Linked DNA regions of Zea mays: regions 1 and 2 are each linked to region 3. A link is a contact called in public Hi-C data. All regions are on one chromosome and are shown on one strand. Each heading gives the region's core, a stretch centred on a gene start, on an enhancer-like site or on the middle of the called end of the contact. The rest is flanking DNA. Distances are from core to core; before and after follow the strand shown.

The links. Hi-C and Micro-C count contacts between places; a contact is called where the count stands out from the background.
Region 1: a contact with region 3 is called in a Hi-C map of tassel, with 4 times the contacts expected there. The contact joins the promoter of LOC118473551 here to the promoter of LOC100285777 in region 3. A contact is called at or near these places in 11 of 25 Hi-C or Micro-C datasets (bundle sheath, ear, endosperm and 4 more) and 1 of 3 datasets of contacts at active chromatin or transcription factors (seedling).
Region 2: a contact with region 3 is called in a Hi-C map of tassel, with 2.3 times the contacts expected there. The contact joins the promoter of LOC100282373 here to the promoter of LOC100285777 in region 3. A contact is called at or near these places in 3 of 25 Hi-C or Micro-C datasets (ear, endosperm and tassel).

The regions. Positions count from the first base shown.
Region 1 is chr10:55,966,414-55,970,843 of Zm-B73-REFERENCE-NAM-5.0, forward strand. It overlaps LOC118473551, which reads right to left and starts at 1,944. Exons shown (of 2, transcript XM_035963379.1): 1 at 1,511-1,944; 2 at 1-536.
Region 2 is chr10:55,876,771-55,881,277 of Zm-B73-REFERENCE-NAM-5.0, forward strand. It overlaps LOC100282373, which reads left to right and starts at 2,259. Exons shown (of 5, transcript NM_001155285.1): 1 at 2,259-2,840; 2 at 3,244-3,383; 3 at 4,099-4,272; 4 at 4,375-4,507. The coding sequence starts at 2,405.
Region 3 is chr10:56,100,476-56,105,470 of Zm-B73-REFERENCE-NAM-5.0, forward strand. LOC100285777 (LHT1) reads left to right here and starts at 3,510. Exons shown (of 7, transcript NM_001413989.1): 1 at 3,510-3,665; 2 at 3,785-3,972; 3 at 4,614-4,995. The coding sequence starts at 3,785. LOC100304039 (a long non-coding RNA gene) reads left to right here. Exons shown (of 4, transcript XR_560079.4): 2 at 1,529-1,593; 3 at 1,688-1,834; 4 at 2,008-2,319.

The sequences.
Region 1 (4,430 bases), core at 694-3,193, 140 kb before region 3:
CTTTCGAAAACCCGCTACAGTTTATGGGAAGAGCACTTGTAAGAATCCCTCGTCTGACCGCCATTGCAGCAAAATCAACCCGAGAACCTCCCTGCATGCAACTCCCCTACTGCCCTTTCCCCTTTTGGGTAAGGTAGTCTTCCACTAGCTTTCCTAATTAGTCAGCCAAGGGTGTCCCATACAACCCTTGTGGTAGCACTATTTTCCCGGGTGGTTCTCCATGTTCCAATTAACATAATGATCTTAACATGAACAGTAGATAACAACTGATAATAAAATATAATCATGAATAAAATGTATCTCTAGACCCAAAACCACATAAAGCAATAGCAGGTACTACCCAAAAAGTTTAGTGGAGTCAAGGTATAAAGATAATCAAACTAGGGTAACATAAAGGGTCACATCAAAATTATCCTATGCAGATCATTATGATTAATCAAAAGATGACTGGGTAAAAAAAGTGATCAAGGGCACAACTTGCCTGGCACTTGAGATTCCAGGTACCAACTTGCTCTTCAGATGACACGGTGTCCTCACTGCTAAACGTAGCAATACAGACAAACATAACATAGGCAAAATTAACATCACACCAAACATGTAAATAAAATAAATAATAATAATCTACACATTAAAATAAGATTCTAGGAACAGGAATCATTAATTTTGGAGTTATAGATTTTAAGTTATGAATTTCTGAAGGTTTTATGTGTTTTGTACAAGATTAAATAGGATATAAATTTTATTGTGTTATTCATGTCAAAACAGAGACACTAGGTGATAAACAACATTATTACAAAATTATAGGAACTGGAATGGATTAATTTGGACTAAGTATGAATTCTCTAGGAATTAAACAAGTTCTAGGATTATTTTTACACTAGAAATTCATTTTCCTTACTCAATTATTTAATTCCCCCGAGTTCTGGACTGTACACATTATTATACTAAAGATCAGGGGTTATTTTATAAAAAACCAGGGCCTCAGCGTAAGGATCTTTAAACCACTCGGGACGGCGGTTGATATTAAGAAAACAGAGGGGTCCTTAAGTAAGAATGGCATGGCGAAGGGGTATCGTGAATTCTAAGCCATCCGATCAGAATCCTGTGGTCTAGATTAGATTCAGGCTTAAAGAGAACCGGAGCGTAATATGGGCCGCCCGATCAAGATCCAACGCACTAGACCAGACCCCGAACCGGTACGCCATCCTAACCATTAGATCGAGATCCGATGGCCCAAGGTTTATGAGGTCCGCCGACCATTAAATTTAGATGTAGGGTCCAGATTTACTTAACCAAAACGGTACTCTATGTTTAATCGGAACCGTACGCTACGCAATCGACGGCAAGGAGCCCTTCTTCCCCAGAGGACCAACCTGGCGACAGCATAGGGCCCGCCACGGCAGCAACCTCGCCGGCGAACGGTGCTCCAGCGATCTGGTGCCCAACGACACGCACTGATAGGTGCTACGCGACACAGAGGAAACGGAAAATCATTCTACCAAGACCTTACCGTCAAAGATGTTGCAGAGAAGCTGGTCCCCGATGAGCAGCCGCTCGATTGGAAGTTCAGAGCTTCGTTGAGGAATTGCAGAAGCCACGGTCACCCCACCACCACACCACTGCCAGCGCAGGCGTCGCCCACGATCACCAACTCCAGGCGCACCACCCCGACCGCACACAGATTCCCAAGAAGTGCTTGCACGACGGGCGATGGGAGTCGTCAAAATCTACTGGCGCCACACCGGCAAGAGCTCCTATTTCTCTCCCTCCTTTGGAATCTCGGCGGCACACTGGATAGATGGTCAGGGGAGGCCGATTCTTATACCCCGGTTGCCGAATCTGTTGCCGAGGAAGACGGAGTTTGCGGCGCGGGATTAGAATAACCCGAGGACGGGGCGAGCCCGACACCATTGGCCCACACGCTTTCGCTGCGCTGGGACAGACCGGGTTCGCGAGTGCGCATCCGCCTGGTCATGCGCGTGGAGCCGCTGAAGCCACGCAGCCAGCGGAGACCGCCGCGCACCCCGGTGTTCAGTTTAGGAAGAAGATGACTTACAGCCCGGGCCCACCAAGCGGTGAACCAGTGGTCACAAGCACGGAGCGATGAGGCTGGCGATGAGGGCCCATGCGACGACGAGGGCGCGCGATGCGCGCGGCGGCGGAAGGAGCTGGTGGCGTGGGTCCCGCGTGTAAGTGGCTGCGACCAGATTGGGCCGCGCAAGAGGGGACGGGATGGGCCGAGAACTTGGAAATTCGGCCTATGACGAGGTCTGTTGTTTTCTCCTTTTGTTTTTCACTTCCATTTTCTATTTAAACCTCAAATTTATTTCTAGTTCCAATTTGAAATTTTCAAACCAAATTCAAATTCCTATTTTGCATTTCAGATCCCCAATCACAATTATATATAATACAAATCCTACTATTTCCACTATTATTATTTATTCACCTTCCCAATATTTAATTCTAACGACAATTTACTTTATTACAAATTCCGTTTCTCATGTTATATTTTAATTTATAAGTTGAGATCAAATGTAAATTATGACTCCTCATTTCACGAAAATGCACCCCAACAAATTCATAAGCATGGAATGCCCATTCCTTTATTTATTTATTGGTTACTTGATTAATTTACTATTTTATCTAACTATGAAAAGGAAGGGAACTAATAAATCTCCAAAAGGCTTCGAAAATTCCCCAAAATACTAACATAATTATATCTATTTATTTATATCATTTTTTGGGCTTTACAGTATCAGAAGTGTTGGGATAGCAAGCATAGCCGAACACGCGGAGGTGGTCGTAGGAGGGGTTGTGCCATACAGGTTAAAGTAGGGGGTGGGGTGGCTCACCGCCTTCGATGGAGGATAGTTGAGGAGGTGGGTGGCGGTGTATAGGGCCTCTGCCCAGTAGATGGCAGGGAGATATGCCTGGAAGAGAAGGCAGTGGATCATATTAGTGGTGGTGCGAATCATGCGCTTGGCCCGGCCATTCTGGGCAGAGGTGTAGGGCCACGAGAGACGTAACTGAAGCCACTGGTGGGGAAGAATGACCGGGAGGCATGGTTGTCGAACTCATGGCCATTGTCACACTACAGTGCATGGACCGGGCGACGGAACTGGGTGGAGACCCAGGCGAAGAAGTGAGTGAGGGTGGTAAAAGTGTCGGACTTCAAACGAAGAGGAAAAGTCCAGAGAAAATGGAAAATCATCCAAAATTGACAAATAGTATTTATATCTAGAAAGACTAAGTATACGGGAGGTCCAAAGATCGCAATGAACCAGGTCAAAAGCCTGCTCAGCCCGAGAAGAAGAGGTAGTAAAAGGGAGACGAGTATGGTAGCCAAGCTGACAAGCATGACAGAGGCATTCAAAATGTCCCTAATAAAAGAAGAATCTAAACTTCTGGAAAGCTTGGTCATGATGTCAGGTCCTGGGTGGCTGAGACGATGATGCCAAGTGGTGGAGGTGGTGGTGGACTCTAGGATGGGAGGTGGAGACGCACCGGTGAAAGAGGGTCGGAGCGTGTAGAGGGGCCCGACGCTATCACATCGGGCGAGTGGGGTCCTAGTGGCTAGATCCTTCACAGAAAACTAGAAAGGTCAAACTCAATGGAACAAGAATTGTTAGTGGTGAACCAATGGACAGAAAGGAGATTATGGGCGATGTGTGGGGCTACGAGGACGTCGTTGAGATAGAACGGTCCAAGGAGTACCGAGGCACCTACTGATGTGACTGGAAGAGTGGAACCGTTTCCAACGACGATTGAGGTAGGTTGTGTAGAATGAGGTGGGTGTGAACGAGATAGCATGCCTATGGTAGGGGTGGTGTGGTATGCACCGAAGTCGATGAGCCAGCCAGAAGATGGTGGAGTCAACGCCATGGTGCTGTAGGCGGCGATGAGAGGTTGGGTCCCAGCCTCTAGTGAACGAGGTCCAGGGTGTTGTGGTAGGGGTCCCCCTAGGCGGGAGCGGAGGCGAGGCCGAGGTCATCGGGGGCGCACCGTACGGAGGCATTCCGTACGCTGGCAATGCAGGTACGCCGTAGGTGGGAGCAGTCAAGAGAGCGGGCACCAACATAGGAGGACGGGATGCACTGGGGCTTCATCCAGCCACATGGAGATGGTGCTGGTCCAGGGGTTGTAGAACAACGGCTAGCCCTGGCCGCCACCCCAGCCGATCGAACCCCACGGGTGGAGCTACCGCCCCCACATCTGCCCTTGCGGGGGCGGCGGTCGCCATCGGCGGTGGAAGCCTGACAAGGGGCTGCAGGGGCCACGACAGGGGGCTAAGCGAAAACCTCGATCGAGGAGTGCGGGGGGGGGGGGGGGGGGGGCTGTCTCCTGGAAGACGCCTGGGCACCAGGTGTGGCACTGTAGAGTGTCGGTGCCGGAGTAGGAGCCTCGATTGTCATGGTGAGCTCCTCGAGGAG
Region 2 (4,507 bases), core at 1,009-3,508, 220 kb before region 3:
TCAATATGAAACCTATGCTCTAGATTAGATCGGATCAATATGCACTCACCGCACCATGCAAGCCGTCAGATTCTGGATCTAAGGCCGCACATCTGCCACACCACCCATGAATCGGATCCATCGGATCATGAACCAACGAATAACATTTAACGCGATGAAGGGGTATCAATTATCTAATCTAGCTCGCCCATGAATGATCCAACAACCAGTGATGTTCCCCTATGCCTACCGCGGTCTAATTAATGGTGTCGTGCCCTTCACGACAGCGAGCTCGCCGGAGATACACTATATGGCCCTTAGGTGCAATAAACCAAACAATCGGGGTGTTACTCACTAATAGTGGAAGCCTCGGAGATGCCAGTACTTGGCACACCGCTAATCACGGCGGTCCCAATGGTCCGACGAGGAATTTGCGGCGACGTTCCGGTCCTTCACGCCCAACGGTGCCCTAACCAGGTTCTATATGTGCACGCATCGCCCCTTATCCACCACCAGGGCCCCGATTGGTGTTGCAGACCGCAAGCAGGTGCGGCGGCTCGAAGCTCTCCCAGTTCTCTCAGCTCTCGATGGGGAAAGACCTCTCAATGCCCTTGTCTTGGATGGGAGGAGGGAAGGGGTCGTGGTGGCTTGACTTTTAGAGCAGCGAAGTGGGGCGATGCTTGGTGAGGTGGTCGCAACGAGATCTGCGAACCACAGGAGTTTGTTAGGATTGCGTGGGAGAAGATCTATAATGCTGTTCTAGCGGGCCCACAAGGTGGACACAGGAGACCGGGCAGGGGCGCGTGGGGTTGGATTAGCGATAGGGTCCACCGGTCAGTGTCGAGGCGGGAGCACGTGGTATGGGGGGGTCCATCTGGGTGGGCCCACGCGCAGCGATTCAGCTAGTGGGGGCTGGGGCTAACATCCTGGCCCCGTCTGTCAGTGCATGTGGGGAGCGCAGGCTAGAACGAAGGTCCCGCCTGACAGTGCGGCAATGGGCCGATGGTGCGAGGTAATGGGCCGGGAAGGTGTGTTTCGGCCCATGCAGATGTCATTTTTCTTTTTTTCTTTTCTACTTCCGTTTCTTTCATCTTTTCTATTTTCGTTTTAGTTTATTCGAATTTGAATTGGGTTTTGAATTCCACATTCGAGGTTAAATGCACAAACAATAAATTCCAGCATGAAATGCAGGTTTCATTTTATTCATCTTATTATTTACCTTATTTATTAACCGATTGCTTTTCAATATGGAACTCATATATACAAAATATATTATTCTAGAAAACATTTTCTAATATGTCATCTTAAATATTTTAGTGAGTATAAATCTAAATTTTTTATTTTGTATAAGGATAGTTTGTTTAGGACTCTTTTGAATGAACATATCTCAAATGCAAGAATTCACACACTAAAACAAATTCCCAGTATTCCTCTCTTTTATAAAAAAACTTCTTAGACTTGTAGGACCAACTTTTAGGGTTTACAAATTCTGTACGGGACTGTTTACCTCTCTTATAAATAGATGAACAATGTCATGTATAAGATTATATCTGAAGGACCTTTAGCTTTGTATTGCTTAGCCTTCAAAAAATCTTCATAATTTTTCTCACATAGAGAAGTCGAAAGTATGTTTGTAATTTCGTTGAATATAAGGAAGAATGAAATAAAGATATGAGATAGGTTTCATACTTCACTATTTATTGTCATTTTATTCAATACTGTTTCGTATATAAACCTTGGTCCTCTAAGCTAACATTTCAGAGAAGTGATAATTTAAGAATCAAGGTTCGTATCCACTTATGTTGCCTTGATTTTTAATATCTTCAGGGGATTGAAATCCAGTATCGACAACGGTGAAGCAGACATTGATGGAACGTCAAAAGAAAACGATTGAGCCAAACGTTAATTTATGTTTTTCTTTTTATAATGTTTTGTACTTCTCTTTAATAATTTTTATACTTGAAAAAATCGTAAATACAGCATCATCCTAATGTAATAGAGTTTTTCAACAAAATCTCATTTTTTTAAGATTGGAACAAAATTACAAGTCAAACATATGAAAATATTGTTAAACTCTAAAGTAGAGAGCCGCTATACACTGAAGAGTTGGGATTTAAAGAGGAGAGCAGTCCGAAACACCCTTAGGCCTTGTTCGTTTGTGTCGAATTGGTGGGTCGGAACGATTCCTAACCGGATTGCTTCTCTAATTTATATAAACTTTGACTAGCTGCAACGATTCCGAGTGCAATCCGACACAAACGAACAAGGCCTTACTCAGCATGGAACAGGTTCTCTGTCCTCATAACTCCAACCAAACAACGGCAGCTAGCGAGCTCCCGCGGTCCCGCCGCCGCCCCCTGGTCCTCCAAAAAACGGCTGAACCCTAAACCCTCCCTAGCTCCCGCCGCCTCGCTTAACCGCGCCCATGGCCGCCGCCGCTCGCGCCGCCCTCCCGCGGCCCCACCTCTCTCTTTTTTCGTCCTCCCACCGCAGCCCCCATCTGTCCCTCACGCCCTCCTCCGCCCCTCGCCTGCGCAGCGGCGCTGCCACCTCCCCTGCGCTGCAGCAGCACCACCAGGTCACCACGCGCCTGGGCGACGTGATCGAGGCGCAGCAGTTCGACCGGGACGCGCTGAACGAGATCTTCGAGGTGGCGCGGGAGATGGAGGCCGTGGAGAGGGGTTCCCACGGCGCCCCCAGCCGCGTCCTCGAGGGGTACCTCATGGCCACGCTTTTCTACGAGCCCTCCACGCGCACGCGCCTCTCCTTCGAGGCTGCTATGCGGAGGCTCGGCGGGGAGGTCGTCACCACCGAGAATGCGCGCGAGTTCTCTTCCGCCGCCAAGGGGGAGACACTCGAAGGTGAGCTGTTGAGCTTCAGCTGCTTTGTTTAATACAGTAGGTTAAATTATGTATGCATCGGTGACGACGAGGGGGTTGTTTGCGTGGACAAGTCGGTGTCTCAATTGCATTATGGATGCTGTTGAGAGTCGGTGGTGCCTGAGCACACTCGAGTAGGTGTGGAAACGAGCATGCCAAGCTTTCTGCCAGTTAGCAATTGCCAAATTTCCATTTCACTCAAAGTTCCAGTCAAATTTGAGATCAGAACTGGATTTAATCGAAAACAAAGGAAAATGACGTAGTGGATTACCTTGTCAGTTGTAGAAATTAAATTTGTTCTTAATTTGCAATTTGGATCAATTTTTACCATTTTCCGTATCTTGAGCGAATTCCAGGTCACTAACCATGTGTATCCATGATGCAGATACCATAAGAACCGTTGAGGGTTATTCCGATATTATTGTACTGAGACATTTTGAAAGTGGAGCTGCAAGGAAAGCAGCAGATACTGCAAATATTCCTGTTATTAATGCAGGTGATGGACCAGGGCAACATCCAACCCAGGTAAATGTTCACTTTCTGATCTTCCCTCCTGTCTCACTTTAAGAAGTGTCGTCAATTGTCATCCTTGGGGGTTAGATTCTGAGACAGGAGGTAAAAAATGACAGCATGTAAAAAATGGATTTTTTGAATGATGGTCTAGCAATTGGTTGGGATGTTGCAAATATATTCACAAGCGTCAGTGACCTGTTGGATGGATATTTTGATGTTTGGGTACTTTGCAAGGATAAAAAGGATAGGAAGGTGCACTTGGACTTGAGGATGGACACTCGAGCAAGGGTTTAGTCTGGATACTCTTATAGCATTTTCTTCACGTCTGCTTCTGGACCTGTCTGATGGTCCATTATGTATTTTGTTATATGATGTCGCACTGGACGGATACATATGTACTGCATATTCTTTGTGCCATTTGTTTATAAATTAACTATGGTTTCATTGTGTTGGAACTTCCTGATGGTATATTCTACACCTGCAAGAATTTCTTCTGACAAATCAGCAAAAATATTCACAGAACATGCTACAGATTGCTTTTAGTCATTTACCCAATGGTTCATATGGAATACCCAAGTATCTGCTGCTTCTTGATGATAACTAAAGTCAGTCATACTCGCTGGAGTGCATTTCTATATTTGTATACCAACTTGCTCAAATACCTTTTGTGTTGCATCTATCTTTTGTTTGAAAATTTTACAATATCATTTCTCACTTGCAATTTCAGGCTTTGTTGGATGTGTACACAATAAAGAGAGAAATTGGCACACTAGATGGAATTAAACTTGGTTTGGTTGGTGACCTTGCTAATGGGAGGACAGTTCGTTCTCTGGCTTACTTGATTGCTAAGTACCAGAACATTAAGATATACTTTGTATCTCCTGATGTTGTTAAAATGAAGGTATTAGTCTTTTTTAAAAATATCTTTGATTTTGTTTCATTTATCTTCTTTTTTATCCATACAGAATAAATGAAATTGTGCTTGTTTATATTCTGTCCGAAGGATGATATCAAGAACTACTTAAATTCCAAAGGTGTTGAATGGGAAGAAAGTTCAGATTTGTTGGAGGTGGCATCCAAGTGTGATGTTATTTATCAAACACGTATTCAAAAAGAAAGATTTGGTGAGAGGATTG
Region 3 (4,995 bases), core at 2,260-4,759:
TCTCTTTATCCCTGTTACTATTTTATTAGATGCACAAACAACTAAACTCCAGCATGATGCACATTTTATTGAGAATTATCCACTTTATATAAGTCTCCTAATAATTCTCATGAATGAAGAGATACTACACATAAAGACTTATTTCTTTCTCTTATATTCCAAAGTTAGGTATTACAATTTCTTTGAGTTAGATCCTCCACACAAAGAACCTATGATAGGGCAAGCAGCCTATGAGTGTGTTACAACATGGAAAATAGAGGATAAGATTATTTCTATCACTTTAGATAATGCTTCAAACAGTGATGGTGTTGTGTGTGGTTTGAGGGCTAGATTTGCTGCTAGACGGGGAAATACATTCAGTTCAAAATATTTCCATGTTCGTTGTTGTGCACATATTATAAATTTGGTTGTCAATGATGGGACTACTATTTTGGCTTCTTTGATAGACAACCTAAGATCAACTGTGAAATACATTAAGAAATCCCCATCTCATATGCATAAATTTGTAGAGATTTGTAGATCTCTTGCATTGCAAATTGGAGAGGGTTTGAGTCTTGATGTGTCAACTAGATGGAGTTCAACATACAAGTTGTTGAGTACTAGTATAGCTTACAAAGAAGCAATTCAAACGTGTCGATGCTGATTTAAATTATAAATGGGAAACTACAAATTAGGAATGGGATTTATTTGTTGCGATTGAGCCAATTCTTGCCTCTTTAGCCAAAGTAACCAGTTCATTGTTAGCTTCTACATATCCTACTGCAAATCTTTTCTATCCTCACATGTGGATGTCAAGATTGCATTGAGAAAAATGGGTACTGTGATGATGGAGAAGATCAATAAGTACTGGGAAGAAAAAACATAATGTTATGGTTATTGCTACAATTCTAGATCCAAGGTGTAAGATGAGGTATATCGAGTGGTGCTTTGGTTAGATCTCTAATGGTGACCAAGTTAGATTTGAGATAGATGAAGTTCGAGGTGAGTTGGAAAAATTATTTGAGGACTGTTAGTTGCAACATAGAGTGAGAAAAGCTCCTCAAAGCAAATCTAGTGGTTGTTCTTCATATTTAACCATTGATACTACTTGTAGCTTGTCTTCTGCTTCATGCAAATTTCAGTCATTTATATCATCCACTGAAGCTAACCCATCAAAGGGTGAGTTGCTTATCTATTTAGATGAGACAAATGTCAGTCTAGCAGATAAGGAGTTTGATTTGTTGAGCTAGTGGAAGGTTAATTCACATAGGTTTCTGGTTGTCTCAAGGATGGCAATGAAATTCTTAATTGTACGAGCAACATTTGTGCCTTCAGAGTCTACTTTTTGCACGGGGGTAGAACTTTAGATAATTATCGGAGTTCTCTCATCCCTTCTTGGTGGAGGCTTTGGTATGCTCCTCGAGCTGGATTCGGGGTTCGCATGATTTAAGCATAACATATGTGGTTATTAGTTGCTCTTTTATTGTTTATTAGAGTTCATTTCTTATGTTTGTTTTCAGATTTTGATTCACATTTGTGTTTGTTTTAGGGCATACAAGATGACGATGGTATGAAGACTATCTCATTTCCAAAAAGCTTTGTGCAGAGCAACTAGTAATATACGTTGCAATTTATTAGTTGTATTTAATACTTTAATTATGGCTAGTAAGAATGTAAGCTGCTTATGTACATTTGTTTTCTTGTTCAGGTGCAATGCAAGTGTTTGGTGCTTTTGGTTGATAGAAGCTGCTGGATGCTTTTGGTATTTTTGAAAGATGCAAGTCGTGCTTCTGGTTGATACTTAGAAGTTGGTGGTTCAAAACTGAAAAACCTGTCAGGCTGTCACTTGCTTTTGGTATTGTTATGCTTATATATGATGTTATGCACTTATGCAGTTCAGCATGTTTGCTGCCTGCCTGCTTGCTGCTCAGCTGCAGCCTGGAGGCTGGTGCTTATCTGAGAGTACTAAGTTATCTGATGTGATCTGTAAAACTTACTCAGTTCTTGTCAAACTTAATCTGTTAACAGGTTTCTTGTCAAACTGCTGGGCGCCTGAACACTGCTGTGCACCGTACGTCAGGCTGTCCTCATGCATCTGTTAACAGATCTTTTGTCCTCTGCTGCTTAGACTGCTTTATGAAATTTGAAATGTGATGAGACTTATGCCTTATGGTGACTGGTGATAGCTTATTAGATTAGAGTATCATACTTTTGGTCATGGTCTTATGGAATATGGAATGTGATGGGATCATTGGACCGCATGGTATGGGTCATGGATGTGTAAATAAATTATAATTTCATTATTTCATCTCTCGTCTATTAAGTATTAACAGTTTATTACTGTGTTGTCTATCTTGTGACCTGAAAATAGCTTCAAATCTGTAACTTATGCTTGCTGGCAACCGAATCTGTCACCTGGGCGCAGTGGTGGCCCTGAGGATGCCGCAGAGGGACGGTTGCCCTGGGCCTCCGAATTCATAGGACCCAATTCTAATCATGTGATTCAATAACCTATTAATAAAGTAATGAATATCTAAACATGTTAGAAGAAAATTTTAAAGTGCATATATCCTTTTATTTACTTATTATTTGACATAAATATTTTTAGATGTATTAAAAATGTTTAATTAGTAACATTTATATATTAAAAATAATTTGAATGATCTCTATTTGAAACCTTCTCCCGAGCCCCTAAAATGTTAGGACCGCCACTGCCTGGGCGGCACAGTCTAGGTGGCACAGTGGCTCGTGAGCCTTGTTCGAGCTAAGCCGACCCGGTTATCCCAGCTCGTCGCACTGCCGAGCCAAGCCGGCTTGTTTCCAGCTCTAATCATACACATATACTAGCTAGCTATATCTTGATATAGCTATATTTTGATGTGCGGTCAAGATATAGCTAGCTAGTATAAGTGCATGATTCGACGGTGGAGAGAAGACTCTTGACTCTTGAGACACGTTTTTCCACAAGAAGACGCATACGCAATTCCTGAACCCTGAGTCCCTGACGACGACACATCATCGATCAGGTTTGAGCTGACTTATCTTCGGTGTGTGAAAGCGTAAAAAAGCAATATATATAACTTCTGAACAATGGACGGCGCCGCGGTGAACCACACAGGTGTCCTTTCCCTGCTTCCAAATTCTCGGCACGACATACACAAGCCCAGTACTGGTACTGCCATACGTACGTACTAGTAAAAAAATGTACACGTAGTTGACAAATCAAAACCACACGTGTACCACGTTAGGCTTTGTTCGTTTCATCCCTAATCCATGGGGATTGAGGGGGATTGGAGTGGATTGAGGAGGATTTTGACTTGTAGGGGATTCAATCCCTCTCAATCTCCATAGATTTGATAAAAACGAACAGGGCCTTAATGATACAGTACACAGTATTATTATTATTATTATTATTATTGATAATAACTCGGAGAGAGAGAATATGTACGTAGCGGTATACGCGCTGCCACCGAAACTAACTCGGCTACTTATGTGCTGTTAGCTAGGCCATCGATCGGGTGGATCGGAAACCAGCTGACGCTGAGTCGTCTTTCTCGGCAGCAGGACCCGCCGCCGCCTCCTCTCCATCTCTCTCTCTCTCTCTCTCGCCATATCGATTCCATTGGGGACGCAAGCACCGCCCCAGACCCAGAGCTTCTCTTCTCAAAAGGTGCGCGTACGACGTAGTACGTGCAGTGCGGCGCCTTCTTCTCGATCTCTCTCTCTTACCAAGGAAATCGATCTCTTACATGATCTATAGGGGGCTGGGGGCGTCAATAACATACATATAAAAACTCGCATGCAGATGCAGGAGCAGGACGTGGACGATGGCGGCGGCAGGACGACCCAGCAGCAGGAGAAGTCGATCGACGACTGGCTCCCTATCAACTCCTCCAGGAAGGCCAAGTGGTGGTACTCCGCCTTCCACAATGTCACCGCCATGGTCGGCGCCGGCGTGCTCGGCCTCCCCTACGCCATGTCCGAGCTTGGCTGGTACGTATACTTCATGTCACGAATCCTAAATCCGGCTTCCGATGATGATCGATTCGACCTCAATACAAGCTAAGAAGATTGATGAGATAAGAAAAATCCAGATTTTCTTTCCCCCACCCTGATTGGTGCCGGGAAAAAAAATCTCAAGTTAGCTTGTTGTCTCTTTCCGGTCCTTATGTTTATGTCTCATGACTTGCCTCTTTTTTTTTTGGTCTAGTAGTCTCATGTGTGTTAATTTGCGCTGTTGGGCCGATTTTGTCTAGACGATGTGACAGTTACAAAAGTAACATGATAGGTACATGAACAAAAACCTGAATACCGGTCACACCCGATAAGTTAAATACACGTCATGATGTATACCTATAATTTGAGAGTATATACATGAATATTTGGCATCTATATCATCATATATATGCACGTCATGATGACTATCATATTTAATAGGGTTTTTTAAGTTGGTGCTCTCAGTTTGTATCGTATATAGTAACATGTGGACTACAATTAATTAAAATACGATCCTTTTATCAACAGCTGAATAAAGTGATTCAATTGTACGAGCGATTAACTCGTTGTCAGATAAAGATTATTAGGGGGTCACGGGCAGATAAATGGTTCATTGTTGATTATTGGCGTGCACACAGGGGCCCTGGCATCGCGGTGATGATCCTGTCGTGGATAATCACCCTATACACGCTATGGCAGATGGTGGAGATGCACGAGATGGTGCCTGGGAAGCGGTTCGACCGGTACCACGAGCTCGGGCAGCACGTCTTCGGCGACAGGCTGGGCCTCTGGATCGTGGTGGCGCAGCAGCTGGCAGTAGAGGTGAGCCTGAACATCATCTACATGGTCACCGGCGGCCAGTCCCTCAAGAAGTTCCACGACGTCATCTGCGACGGCGGCAGGTGCGGCGGCGACTTGAAGCTCTCCTACTTCATCATGATCTTCGCCTCCGTCCACCTGGTCCTCTCCCAGCTCCCCAACTTCAACTCCATCTCCGCCGTGTCGCTCGCCGCCGCCGTC